2 separate regions of the Triticum aestivum genome follow, and region 1 is linked to region 2. Evidence: chromatin contacts called from public Hi-C data. All regions are on one chromosome and are shown on one strand. The core of a region is the stretch at or near the end of the contact, and the rest is flanking DNA. Distances in the headings are between cores, read along the strand shown. Region 1 holds the start of LOC123071793 (protein WVD2-like 7). Region 2 holds the start of LOC123071789 (putative esterase/lipase HI_0193).

The links. Hi-C and Micro-C count contacts between places; a contact is called where the count stands out from the background.
Region 1: a Hi-C map of leaf shows a contact between it and region 2, with 6 times the contacts expected there. The contact joins the promoter of LOC123071793 here to the promoter of LOC123071789 in region 2. A contact is called at or near these places in 2 of 5 Hi-C or Micro-C datasets (both in leaf).

What each region holds. Positions count from the first base shown.
Region 1 is chr3B:692,484,346-692,490,083 of IWGSC CS RefSeq v2.1, forward strand. It overlaps LOC123071793 (protein WVD2-like 7), which reads left to right and starts at 3,777. Exons shown (of 9, transcript XM_044495375.1): 1 at 3,777-4,168; 2 at 5,563-5,687. The coding sequence starts at 5,616.
Region 2 is chr3B:691,830,327-691,836,781 of IWGSC CS RefSeq v2.1, forward strand. LOC123071789 (putative esterase/lipase HI_0193) reads right to left here and starts at 1,291. Exons shown (of 13, transcript XM_044495371.1): 1 at 1,033-1,291; 2 at 44-190. The coding sequence starts at 1,164.

The DNA.
Region 1 (5,738 bases), core at 2,527-5,026, 660 kb after region 2:
GGACACGATCTCCACTTCGACAAGACGTGCCAATAAAATCGCCTTGCAAAGCGTGGAGCAGCAGGTTGGAAAAATGATTTGAAATAATGGCCGAGCGATGACGTAATGTCATGTTGCAAAAGCTGCCAGCAGATTGGACTCGTGAAATATTATGCTCTCCATGGTGGTATATGGAATTTGTTTTGCAGAGCCAGACACGATTCTTATGTTGAAGATCTGCTTTGGAGTATTCGGAGAAGGAACCCGCCTTGCAATGCCGAAGACAATCGCGCCAGACTCATCATCATTGAAGCCTAGTTCAGGGGCTACTGAGGGAGTCCTTGATTAAGGGGTCCTCGGACAGCCGGACTATATACATGTGCCGGACTGTTGGGCTATGAAGATACAAGATAGAAGACTTCGTCCCGTGTCCGGATGAGACTCTCCTTTGTGTGGAAAGCAAGCTTGGCGATTTGGATATGAAGATTCCTTTCTCTATAACCGACTCTATGTAACCCTAGCCCCTCCAGTGTCTATATAAACCGGAGGGTTTAGTCCATAGGACGAGAACAACCATAATCATAGGCTACCTTCTAGGGTTTAGCCTTTACGATCTCGTGGTAGATCAACTCTTGTAATACTCATATCATCAAGATCAACCAAGCAGGAAGTAGGGTATTACCTCCATAAGGGCCCGAACCTGGGTAAACATTGTGTCCCCCGCCTCCTGTTACCATTAGCCTTAGACGCACAGTTCGGGACCCCCTACCCGAGATCCGCCAGATTTGACACCGACATCAGCGCCTCCACATCCACCCAGCAATGCCGCCCACTCCCACGTCGCCCGTCATCGTCGTATTGCCGCCGGGAGGCCGACTGCTTCTCACCCCCTCGCCCCCAGCCACCCCCGACCAAGAAGCCGCCCCGCCGCCCAGCCATATCCTCACCGGCATGCTCATCGGACGCCGGCGGGGAAGCTAGATGGTCCGTGTGCACCGCGACTTCCTTCGTCGGCCGTCTCCTTCGTCATCGCCCGCAAGTTGTTCGACAGTTTGCCAAGGTACAAAATGGACTCCACTGACGAGTTCTTTTTTCACAATTTCCTTTGCGACTCCGATGATTCGTCGTCCGATGACGAGGAGGAGATATTGGTTGCCGTGTTGGTCCATCACCACCTCAACAACCAGCGGCCGTTGTTCCGTGGCTCCATTCTGGGCCACCTTCCGGCGTTGAATCACAATCGAGAGAGCGGGCATTTCCTTCTTTGGAAGGACTACTTTGATACAACAAATCCGTTGTTCAAACAAATCCGTTGTTCAAACATCAAAACTTCCGCCGCCGTTTATGTATGAGTAGGCATCTTTTCAACCGCATTAGAGAGGGGGTGGTCGGCTATGATGACTATTTCGAGTGCAAAGTGGATGCCGTTGGCAAGATTGGTTTTTCCTCCTATCAAAAATGCACTACCGCCAGCCGAATGCTTGCATATGGAGTGCCCGGTGATCTCATTGACGAGTATGTCCGTATGAGCGAGTCTATTTGCCTAGAGTCCCTGTATAAGTTCTACAAGGCTGTTATTGCTGTGTTTGGCCCTGAGTACTTGAGAGAGCCGACTGCTGAAGATACAGCCCGTTTGTTGGCGATGAATGCCAGCAGGGGCTTCCCAGGGATTCTTGATAGCATAGACTGCATGCATTGGGAGTGGAAGAACCGCCCTTCTGCTTGGCAAGGGCAGTATAAGGGCCATATCAGGGCTTGCACTATCATACTAGAGGTCGTGTCGTCTCAAGATCTCTGTATCTGGCACTCTTTCTTTGGAATGGCCGGATCACACAATGATATCAACGTGCTTCAGCGCTCGCCGGTGTTTGCTAGGCTTGCCGAAGGCAACAACCCACTGGTGAACCTTACTGTCAACGACCACAACTACGACAAAGGATACTACCTGGGTGATGGTATCTATCCTCAGTGGACCACTATTGTCAAGACAATACTCAACCCTGTCGGAGAGAAGAGGAAAATATTTTCCCAAGAGCAAGAGAGTGCTAGGAAGGATGTCGAGCGTGCCTTTGGTGTTTTGCAATCTCGATGGGGCATCGCTCGGTATCCTGCTAATACCTGGAGCACGCAGAAACTATGGGAGGTGATGACTACTTGTGTGATTATGCATAATATGATCGTAGAAGACGAGCGCCCGGAACGTCTGTACGATCAAGGGTTTTAGTTTCAGTGTGAGAATGTTGTGCCTGAGCATAGAGGAGCGGCAACGTTTGAACAATTCACCAAATTTCATCAAGACATGCGTGATTGGGAAATTCACGTGCAACTGTAAAATAATTTGGTTGAGCATATGTGGGCTCATGTTGGCAACCAATAAATGTATCTTCTTTTATTCGTTTGCAAAACTATGTGAGATATTTTTATTTTTAATCGGCTTGTAATAACTATGCTATTTTATTCGGTCCAAACTATGTTATTTGATTCAAACTACGCAAATTCATGCAAGATAGGGGGGGGGGGGGCAGCCGGCCACGCCAGCACATATGGGTCGGCGCGTTGGGCGCGCTGCCAACCCATATCTAAAACAGGGCGGACGCCGGATGGGAGGCCAACCCAAACAGACAAAAGCAGACGAAATTGCCGTCCGTTCGGGTCGCCTCAGGGCATCACCAACGCGAGGCGCTTGTTCATGCGACTGGAGAGTAAATTAAAAATATTTTTATGCATAAGCGCATGCTTAGCGTCCCTACCTCCAATGCTTTATACGTAGGTATTCACTCAGGTCTAAGCCAGTTTACACGACGAAAAACTTGAAGCGCCCGATGAAACATCTGGCATCGACGCTAGCAATATTTCCAGGATCGGGTGGGAATCGCCCAAAACAGTCAGGATTCTCACATGGCATTGGTCCTTAGCGCCTGCATTGTAGGTGCTCTCATTGGAGTCGCTCCAAGTGATCATGAACATCCAATGAGGATAAAGCCTGCGTTGACGGTTGACGCCTACCTTAACTTACCACCGACGCAGGAGAAATGCGGCCGAGAGAGATATCGAGAGTGGAAGGACGAAGCAAGTACCGGGATGGACCGAGTGGCCCACGGGATGGGAAACAGACAAACCCCCGAAATGGGCAGGGAGAAAAATGCTGCTGCCGATGACGACGGAGGAAGCCTCTCAAAAGTTTTCTGCTCGTCACCACGCCATGCATCCCCATCCCAACTGTGATGTGATCCAATAATTTGGAGCAACCCCTCTTGCTCTTGGTCTTATCCTCCACCAACCTGCCTTGGCCTACCCTCGCTAGCCGAGCCTCAACCTCTGGAGGTTCGACCCAAAATTTGCAATCCATCCACGCATAACTAAAAATTCATGAGCACCGAAACAGTTTCCACTTTCCACGACGGCGCGCCGGAGAAGAACACACGTACCCCACCACGACTCGACCGCTGCATCCGGGCCCACTGTCAAGGACGCGCACGGTACTAGGAGCAAGTACAATAGAGCTGAGTCAGCTGGCTATAAGAAATAAACTAGTATATTCTTGCTTAGTTGGAGGAAAGAGAAAAAGAGAGAGAAGGGAAGCGGGCTCTTGGTGAAGAGTCAGCTCTAGCACGTGCTCCTAGACACTTTGTGAGAGTGAAAGGTGGGTCATATAATAAAAAAATAGTACACTCTTCTAATCAACTATTGTACATATTAGCTATAAGATGCGCTATAAATGACATGCCAATGACTTATAGCCAGCAGTTGGCTATACTATTAACCATGCTCTAATAGAAGAAGCACCCGCCGCTTCGTTCTCCTCTGTCAAACGAAACGACAGTACACACCCAAGCCAGCCGGTGCGTGCATGTGTAGTTACGCGAGGAATCAATCGAGGTAATTATACCCCGCGCGCGGCCTAATCAAAGCCCAAATTTAAGAGCCATTGCTGCACGCAACGCAGCACGCCATACCTTTGCCATACCCTGCGTCCTCTGTGTTCGTCTTCTCCTCCTCCCGTGGCACCGCAACCGCAGTGGTAGTGCTACAGTGCCAAGCGGCGGGCGGGCGTGCGGGCTTCTCGTGGCCTCGACGCCTCGTGTCGTCTGATCTGAGCGAGTAGAGCAAGGGGGCGGCAGCACGGAGGGGATTCCCATCGCGCGCGGGGGTCGCTGGCTGCTTCCTCGCTCGAAGCGCCGGGCGTCAGGTAATGGAGGATTTCAGTCCCCCTCCCACGGTCTCTGCAGTTGTTCTTGGGCGATTTTTAGTTGCCAGGGCGGCGACAGTTTTCTTGCGGCAAAATTCTCTGCAATGCCGCGGGGTTTTCCTGGATGTATTCCTTGCTCAAGCCCGTCTTGCTATCTTCGCCCAGGGATTATCTTGTGCACTTCCTCTGCTTTGCTTGGTTGGGCGGCGAGCGGAGTGAATTTCCTGCAAATTTGTTGCTTCCTCTGCTGATTTCTCGCCCTTCGCACGGTCCTTTCGTTTCTTTCCGTGCGTGTTTTTTTAGGAGAAGTTGAATTGCGCATTTGCAGCTTTTCCAGGGGGGGACGGGGCGGTGGTGGTTCGATCCGGTTCTTGTGTTCCGCCAAAAAGTCCACTCTCTTTTCAGTTCAGCGCAGCTTTTGCCGCTCTTCAAAAGTGATAATTTTTTTTTCTCAGTTCCTCTATCTTTTGGCCTTCTCTTCCTTTTCCACGGTAAGTTGAATTTTAGTACTCCTTCGTTTTATGATAGTATAAGTCGATTTGCATTTTGGTGCAAAGTACTCCCAACTTTTTCAATTCGCCAAACGGCAATTATGTTCTTCAAGTCTCTTTACTGTTCCCATAGACCGGAAATTGCGCGCGGAGTACTGCAGATGCAATTTTCGGGCCTTTTCCCCTTCGCCCCGTATTCCAAAAATCTTTTTTCTCGGGTGGAAATTTACTTCATGGACAGGCCCGAATTGGCCTTTCTCTGAATTCTCGGAATCCTAAGAGATTTCCGTATCTTTCTTTTACTTGGCCTCTGCAACTGCAACTGGTTTGGGTAGTTGGCATGTGAGATGTGAGCGAATAATGGCACGAGCTGGGTTGTTGAGAAGAGGAGTAGTGTCTCTGCCTGCATATGATTCTGGGTCGAGGGATTCAACTGCAGCTCGGAAGGTGGGAATTTTATTTGTGTGCGGAATCTTGACCCCAAAGGAAAGGATTGGTGTTGGAACATGCGCTAAAGGTGGTTGCTTGGAGCATAATTGACCTGCTGAATTAATTTACTACTGCTTGGTTAGCTTCCACTGATGGAAATTCTCCATTCCAAGCCACTACTGATGCTGGATTCTGGCCTCTTCAGAAAGTAACACTAGATGTCTCTTCGTCTTCGGTTTTGAGTTCTTACTTGAGCTGCAAAATGTTTCTGAACACCTGTTTTTGTGTCCTTGTTCGCGGTGTTAGATGAGCGTTGGTGTGTTCTTAATCTTAGTTTGCAATATTTTTCCTTGTAGATACAAAACGTCCACGTCTAGCAGGCTTTATTATTCATATTTTTAGTTGTTAGCATATCACAGCGTGTTTCAGTTATGTTATATCATGCTTTAATTATAACGAATTTCACTTTTGCAGGGTTTACCAACAAAACTTTACCCAGCTATGATGAATTAGCCGGAGAATAATCGATGGCGACTGAGGTCGATCAAACTTTTTTTGCGTGGTCACAAGGAGAAACAACTGACCTGGGTGTTTCTGAAGTAAGTTTTCGGAGATATTCATACCTCGCGTAATTTGAATTATGCATACTA
Region 2 (6,455 bases), core at 41-2,540:
GTGGGCAAACAACAATTTACTGCATAATTTCAAGCTTCATTACCAGAACTCCAGCATGCTTATCAGGATCAGCCTGATAAGCAATCTTTGCGTCAGCCAAAGCCACCTGAGCACAATGGCAAGGAGGGCACAACAATGACCTTGAATTGAAATTAGTCGATATCAACCGGCCACGACTAAAAACAATTTCCTAACAATACAAAAAAATAAGACCATAATTAAATTTCAGGGTGTTGGTGGTAGTACAAAAATCGACCATTATCTAACCAGAACAATGGGATTATATAATCACGGTTCAAATTTCAGAACGTCTGTGAAAATGCAAGAAATTGGTAGTTAAATTAGCAGTTGCTGCACAAATGAACAGGTCATGCAGGTTTCACATGTGAAATGGCAGCTGCTTTTACAAGTTGAATTATCGGCTCCCTACTTCACAAAGTATTTTGTTTGGTTACTAAGCATGCTGTGGTAACATTACAAACTACAGCTGTCAAGCATCATTACTTCTACACTATAGGCCTATCACGATTTTGGACACTTAAAATTACACAAAAATCGTATCAGTAAGTGCCATCGCCAACGCGTCACCCGACACAGGGCCTGAGTTTTCTGTAAAAATAAAAAGGTCCATGAAACGTTCGATCAACCCATGCAATTGTAACACTCCTCCTCTAGTGCCTCTGGCTCGGGATGATATGAGCTTGGTGACTAAGTGAACAATCACAAACATAACTATGACGAAGGAAACAGTAGGCATTGAGACGTCATCCAGCAAGAAATGTAGCTTGTATCAATTGAAGCAGAAACGCATTCCTTCAGTCACCCTGATCGCATCTACATTGCGCCCATCGCCACCCGCCGCCGTATCCTCACCCCCTCAAAATTGCACCAAAACCTCGCATCTAGCTCCAGTTAACAAACGCGCGGAGAGGGCACCCGCGGTCGCACCATGCCCCTCGCGTGACGAACTGGCCGAGTATATAACCTAATTAAGGACGATTCGATCACCGAAACCAAGTTAGAGAACAGTACCTGGCGGGGGAGGGGCCACGACGCGCGAGCCCTGGTCTCCTGCCGCGGCGGCGCGAGGCCCGCGGCGAGCGGAGGATCCCACCTCAGCTCCGCGGAGAGGGCGCGCGGCAGCGGTGCGCCGGCCGCCGCCATCAGATCACCGGCGAGTAGTGGGGTGGAAGCACCGAGAGGGGGGAATTGTTGGTGTGTCCGTGGGCTTGCCGCGTCACCACAATAAACGAATTAATCGTTTTTGTTTATTCCGCCGTGGGCGAAGAAAAAGCTAGAGGCGGAGAACCCAAGGAGCGGGAGAGAGGCTGCCGTGTGGGGTAGCTGGCCACCTGGCGTCCCCTTCCGTCGCTGACGGTGGGTCCTTTGCTATTTTTTTTTGAGGATCAGTCCTCTACTGTAAGGTCCTGCTTAGCCGAGCGCCCGGGCAGTGAGGGCATGTGCATCAGTTTAGATAGCTGCTGTCTATAGGTTACGTATACGTCAATTTACAGAGAGTACAAAAGACGCTCGTAGGCTGCCTATTGGACAATCTGTAGCATACCCACGATGTAAATTTCTGGTCGTGCGCGTGGTAAGTTTTGTAGGCAAGGGAAACAGATCGCGAGATTTTTAGGAGAACAATAGACGGACTTTCCATACAACGGCAAAAAGGCCGTTGGTTAGCAGTGAAGTTTATGGCAACAGATCGTCTTTATTCTTTTTTTTTAGAAAAGGAGGACGACCCCCGGCCTCTGCATCTGAGCGATGCATACGGCCATTTTATTAATTATTGACACAAGACCGTACATAGTCATACAACAATAAGTCTAAAGCCACCAAAACAAGCAACAACTGTCGCTATCCCTATCCAGTTGATGTAGGGGCGCTGAAAGTCTGGGCCTAATACCAAACAGACCACGCAGCCAAACCTAAACATCTAAAGACTTGAGGTCCCACCCAGGACGCCTGCCTGGTATGGGCACCCACCAGTCCGGCGTGCTTCTCAACAAAGACCCCTGCCGGGTATGAGGCCGCCGCAGCCGCCTGCCACCAATCCATCTTCAGAGTTGTACTGTTGCACCGACCTTGCCAGGCCTATCTGCCATCAACGCCACCATGACGCCAGACAGCTTCCACCTCCTGCACGAGTCCATCTCCGCGCATCAGACGCCGAGTCTCCACAGCGCCACGCCGCCGAGATCCGCCACCATCAATGTGTAAGATGAAGCACCGCTCCACCAAAGTCACCGTCCTCTAGTCCCTCGAGCCCGTGTGCACCTCCAAGAATGACGCCCCCAGGGGGGAAACGACACCAGCGAGCCGCCGTCATCCGATCTACTGATCTAGGGTTTCCCCCGGAGGTAGCAGAGAGTGGCCTTGAACTTCTCCACGACGATGCCTTCAGGAAGGAAACGACGCAGACAGCGTCGCCATCGCCGGCCTTGGCAATCGCCAATAGCAGGTTTTCACCTGGATTTGATCGAAGACCTCCATCCCTCGTGCACGGGTCGCCAAACCGCCGGGCACGCACCACCGGAACCACAATCCGTCGGCCAACCCCAAAGCGTTGCCGCCGCGAGGTCAGCTTTGGCTGGGGCGCCGGCAGCCATCCCCGACCCCCGGCCCATCCCACCTCCTCCCCCCCGGATGAAGAAGAGGAGGGGAAGGCCGAGGCCGAGGCCACCACTGCTGCGCCGACCCCTCCGCCAGCCGGCCACGGCGGAGGAAGCCGCCCGCAGCCCGCACCGCCAGCAGCCCGCCCCAACCAGATCTGGATCGAGCCGCCGCCGTCACCACACCAGCCGAGCACCACCGAGGAGCAGCCCATCACGCCACCCGCACACCCGCGCGCCAACCTGCGCCGATGAGGGGCCGCGCCGCGGCGCCCCGCGAGAACGCCGTGACCAGATCCAGGTCGGCCGGCCCGCGCCAGCCCTCCCGAACGAGGCGATGAAGACGCCCCGCCGCCGCCGGCGCCGGCCGGGCTTCGCCCGGGCGCGCCCTCTGGCGGCGGCGGGAGGAGGAGGAGGAGAAGAGAGGTGGAGAGGCGGCCGGCGGCTAGGGTTCCTCCCCTGCCGCCCGCGGGAGCACCAGAGGAGGACGAGTCTTTATTCCTACAGACGGGCATCTTCTCTCTGCTCTATCCTGTGCCGGAAAGGACAAGGTCAACGGCGAACAATGCTTAGTTGCTTGGGATACAATAGCTCGACCCATTTGTCTGGGTGGCCTCGGAGTGAAAAGCCTCAGGACGCAAGCACTGGCTTTGCGTGTCAGATGGGAATGGTTGCGTAGAGTGGACTGCAACAGGCCTTGGCAAGGTATTCCGATGATTGAAGACAAGGAGGCCAAGATGGTCTTTAACAACATGGTGAAATTTGAGATGGGCAATGGGGAGAGAACCTTATTTTGGAAGGACAGATGGATTCATGGTTTCACGGCCGGAGAGATCGCCCCTGCTATTCTCGAGCTGGTTGGCACCCGCGCTCGCAATACTCGGACGGTGCATCAGGCGTTGATCAACAACGCATGGTCCCTGGATGTGCATGGTGACATCTCTTTCATAGCTCACATTCAAGTGGCTAACCTCTGCCATGCAATCGCCACAGTGGACAAAAATGAGGAGCTTGAGGATACGTTTCATTGACCGGCCGACGCCAAGGGCGTCTATACTGCTAGATCAACTTACTCTAGGCTTTGCATGGGTGTTACTAGATCCCCAACGGCTGACTGCATCTGGAGGAGTTGGGCCCCTTTGCGTTGCAAAATCTTCGCTTGGCTTGCTGTGCAACATCGCTTGTGGACGTCGGATCGGAGGGCAAGGCACGGGCTACAAGATGACCCCTCACCCTGCTACACTTGCCTGCAAGAGGAGGATAACGTGGATCATATCCTCACCCAATGCCCATACGCTCGAGAAGTTTGGCATAGATGTTTCGAGGCCTTACACATCAACATCCTACCGCCCACTCACGCGGACTCGTTCACAGAGTGGTGGCTGGACAAGAGGAAAAACTTCGCTGGCCGAACCAAACGCGGCTTCGACTCCTTCGTGATTGCGACTGTTTGGCTGTTGTGGAAGCAACGGAACGCTAGGGTATTTCATAGACTGCACAAGCATAGGTCCCCACCGCAGTTGACTGGCCACGTGTTGGCTGAGGTCCGCGATTGGAGGTTAGCTGGACTAGGTGTAGGTGGTTTAGACCCATTCTGTGAGAGAGCGACCTAGTGTGTGATAGTGGTGTGGGTGTGGGGTTCCCGCCAGTCAGATGTTCGCATCTTGGCCTGGTATCTTGTAAATATTGTTTCTGCCTTCTATAAAAATATGATACGCCATTGGCGTACTCTCGAAAAAAACATCGTTGAAAATCCTATTTGGCGCATCTTATAGACCGATGACTATATACCATTGTACATGCCCTGAGGAGTGTGGTCGTCCCCCCCCCCCCCCCCCCCCCCGCGGCCCATGGTATGCCTACCAATTGTCACCGACACTTCTAAAAAAAGCAAGGTGCGGGGGTGCGGGGGAAAAGCAATTGTCACCGGCAGACGGGAGCTCCTGCAAATCCTAATATTACTTTGCACAGTTGGGCGCACACCCCTCCACACGATGGGCCAGCCCATTTGTATTTTTCTCTTTTTCTAAAAGACGCAAAAGATGCGCACTGAGGTGGATTCGAACACAAAACGTGGAGAATTAGTGCAATATACGGGATAACTACCCAACCAACTTCACATTCTATGCCCCTCAAAAAAAAAAACTTCACGTTCTATGCTCACATAGATATTCTTTCCCTATTGTTCTCTCTTTTCCTTTTCTTCCTTCTTTCCTCTTCGTAGTCGTGGTTTCGCAGAGGAGGCGGCCCATTGTTGTCCTCTGCGGGATGAAATATCACGAAAAATGCGCTAGCACATTGAACCCGCGACCTGGTACAGAGGCTCGACATGCCTTAACCACTGTGACACGCGACCTATTGTGAAAAAACTGCAGCATGAATTTAGAAGAAACTACTGGCAGTAGCAAAAAATAAAATCAATTCGTGAAATTTCATAAAACATGTTGACGCAATAAACAGTGCGGCTACCTTATTGTTAAATATTTCGCGCAAGAATCTGTCACTAGAGCCTACTTGCTCTAGTGGTTCAGGCAACCTGCCCCGTAGGTAAAAGGGGGCGAGTTAGAATCCTAGCTGGAGCAACATTTAGGAGGTTTTTTTTTCTGCCATATACACATTTTTTTCATGTGCTGCATCGTGGGCCGGCCCACCAGGTGCGGCTAGTCAGCGCCAGTTCCTAAATGGGCGCATAAAGCGCCGTATAGGAGCTCCCGGGATCTCCTGTGTGAAAGGACCTCCTATATGCCGCTTTCTGCGACAAGTAGTCGTGGTTTTACACAGGAGGCGCCTCACTTGGGCCGGCCCATTCGTTGTCCTTCGCGGGATGAAATATCGCAAGAGAGAAAAAAGAACTCACCGCGAACTGGTACAAAGGCTCGTGATGCGCTAACCACTCCGACACGTGACCTATTGCAAAACAATTGCAACACGAACTTAGAAGAAACTACCCACAGTACAAAAAATAAAATCAGTTCACGAAATTCCATAAAACATGTTGGCGAAGAATCGAACACAAGACCTCCCACCTAGGAACTGTGCCCATAACCACTATACTAAGCGGTAGATTAAAACATTTTAAAAATCAAACGAGATTTTTAAAAGGAAATCTTTTTTAAACGCAAAGATTATTTGGGAAAATAATATAAAGAACAAATAGGAACAAAAAATGAATACGAGAACATTCTTCAAAATTATGAAATACTTGTAAACGCAAGGCATTTTTTGAAAAACAATAACAAAATTGAAAAAGTGAATATTTTCCAAAATTACAAACTATTTTTTACAAAACTTGAGCATGTTTTTAATTTGCCAACTAATTTTGAAAACATGAACAATTTTCGTATTTGTGAACAAAATTTGATAACTGTAGTATTTTTGGAATATGTGAACAAATTTGGAAAACAATTTTTTTTGAACTCCTCAGACATTTTTGTGTTTTTGAACAAAAACTAAACATCTGAACATTTTTTGAATTTGTAAGCAAATTTGGAAACATGAATATTTTTTGATATGTGAACAAATTTTGAAAAGGAAAATATTTTTTTGAATTTATGAACAAAAATTTGTAAACAAGAATCCTCTTTCAAATTCCCAAACATTTTCCAATGTGTGAACAAAATTTAATCATGTGAACATTTTATGAATTTGTGAAGAAATTTTGGAAATGGGATTTTTTGAAATAAAATATTTTTAGTTTTCTGAACAATATGTAAAAATGTGAATTTCTGAACTTTTTTGTAAACATAATTTTTTCGAATTTGTGAACAAAATTTAAAACCACGAACATTTTTTGAATTTTTAGAACAAATTCCGAAATGAAGAACAATTCTGAAAATCACA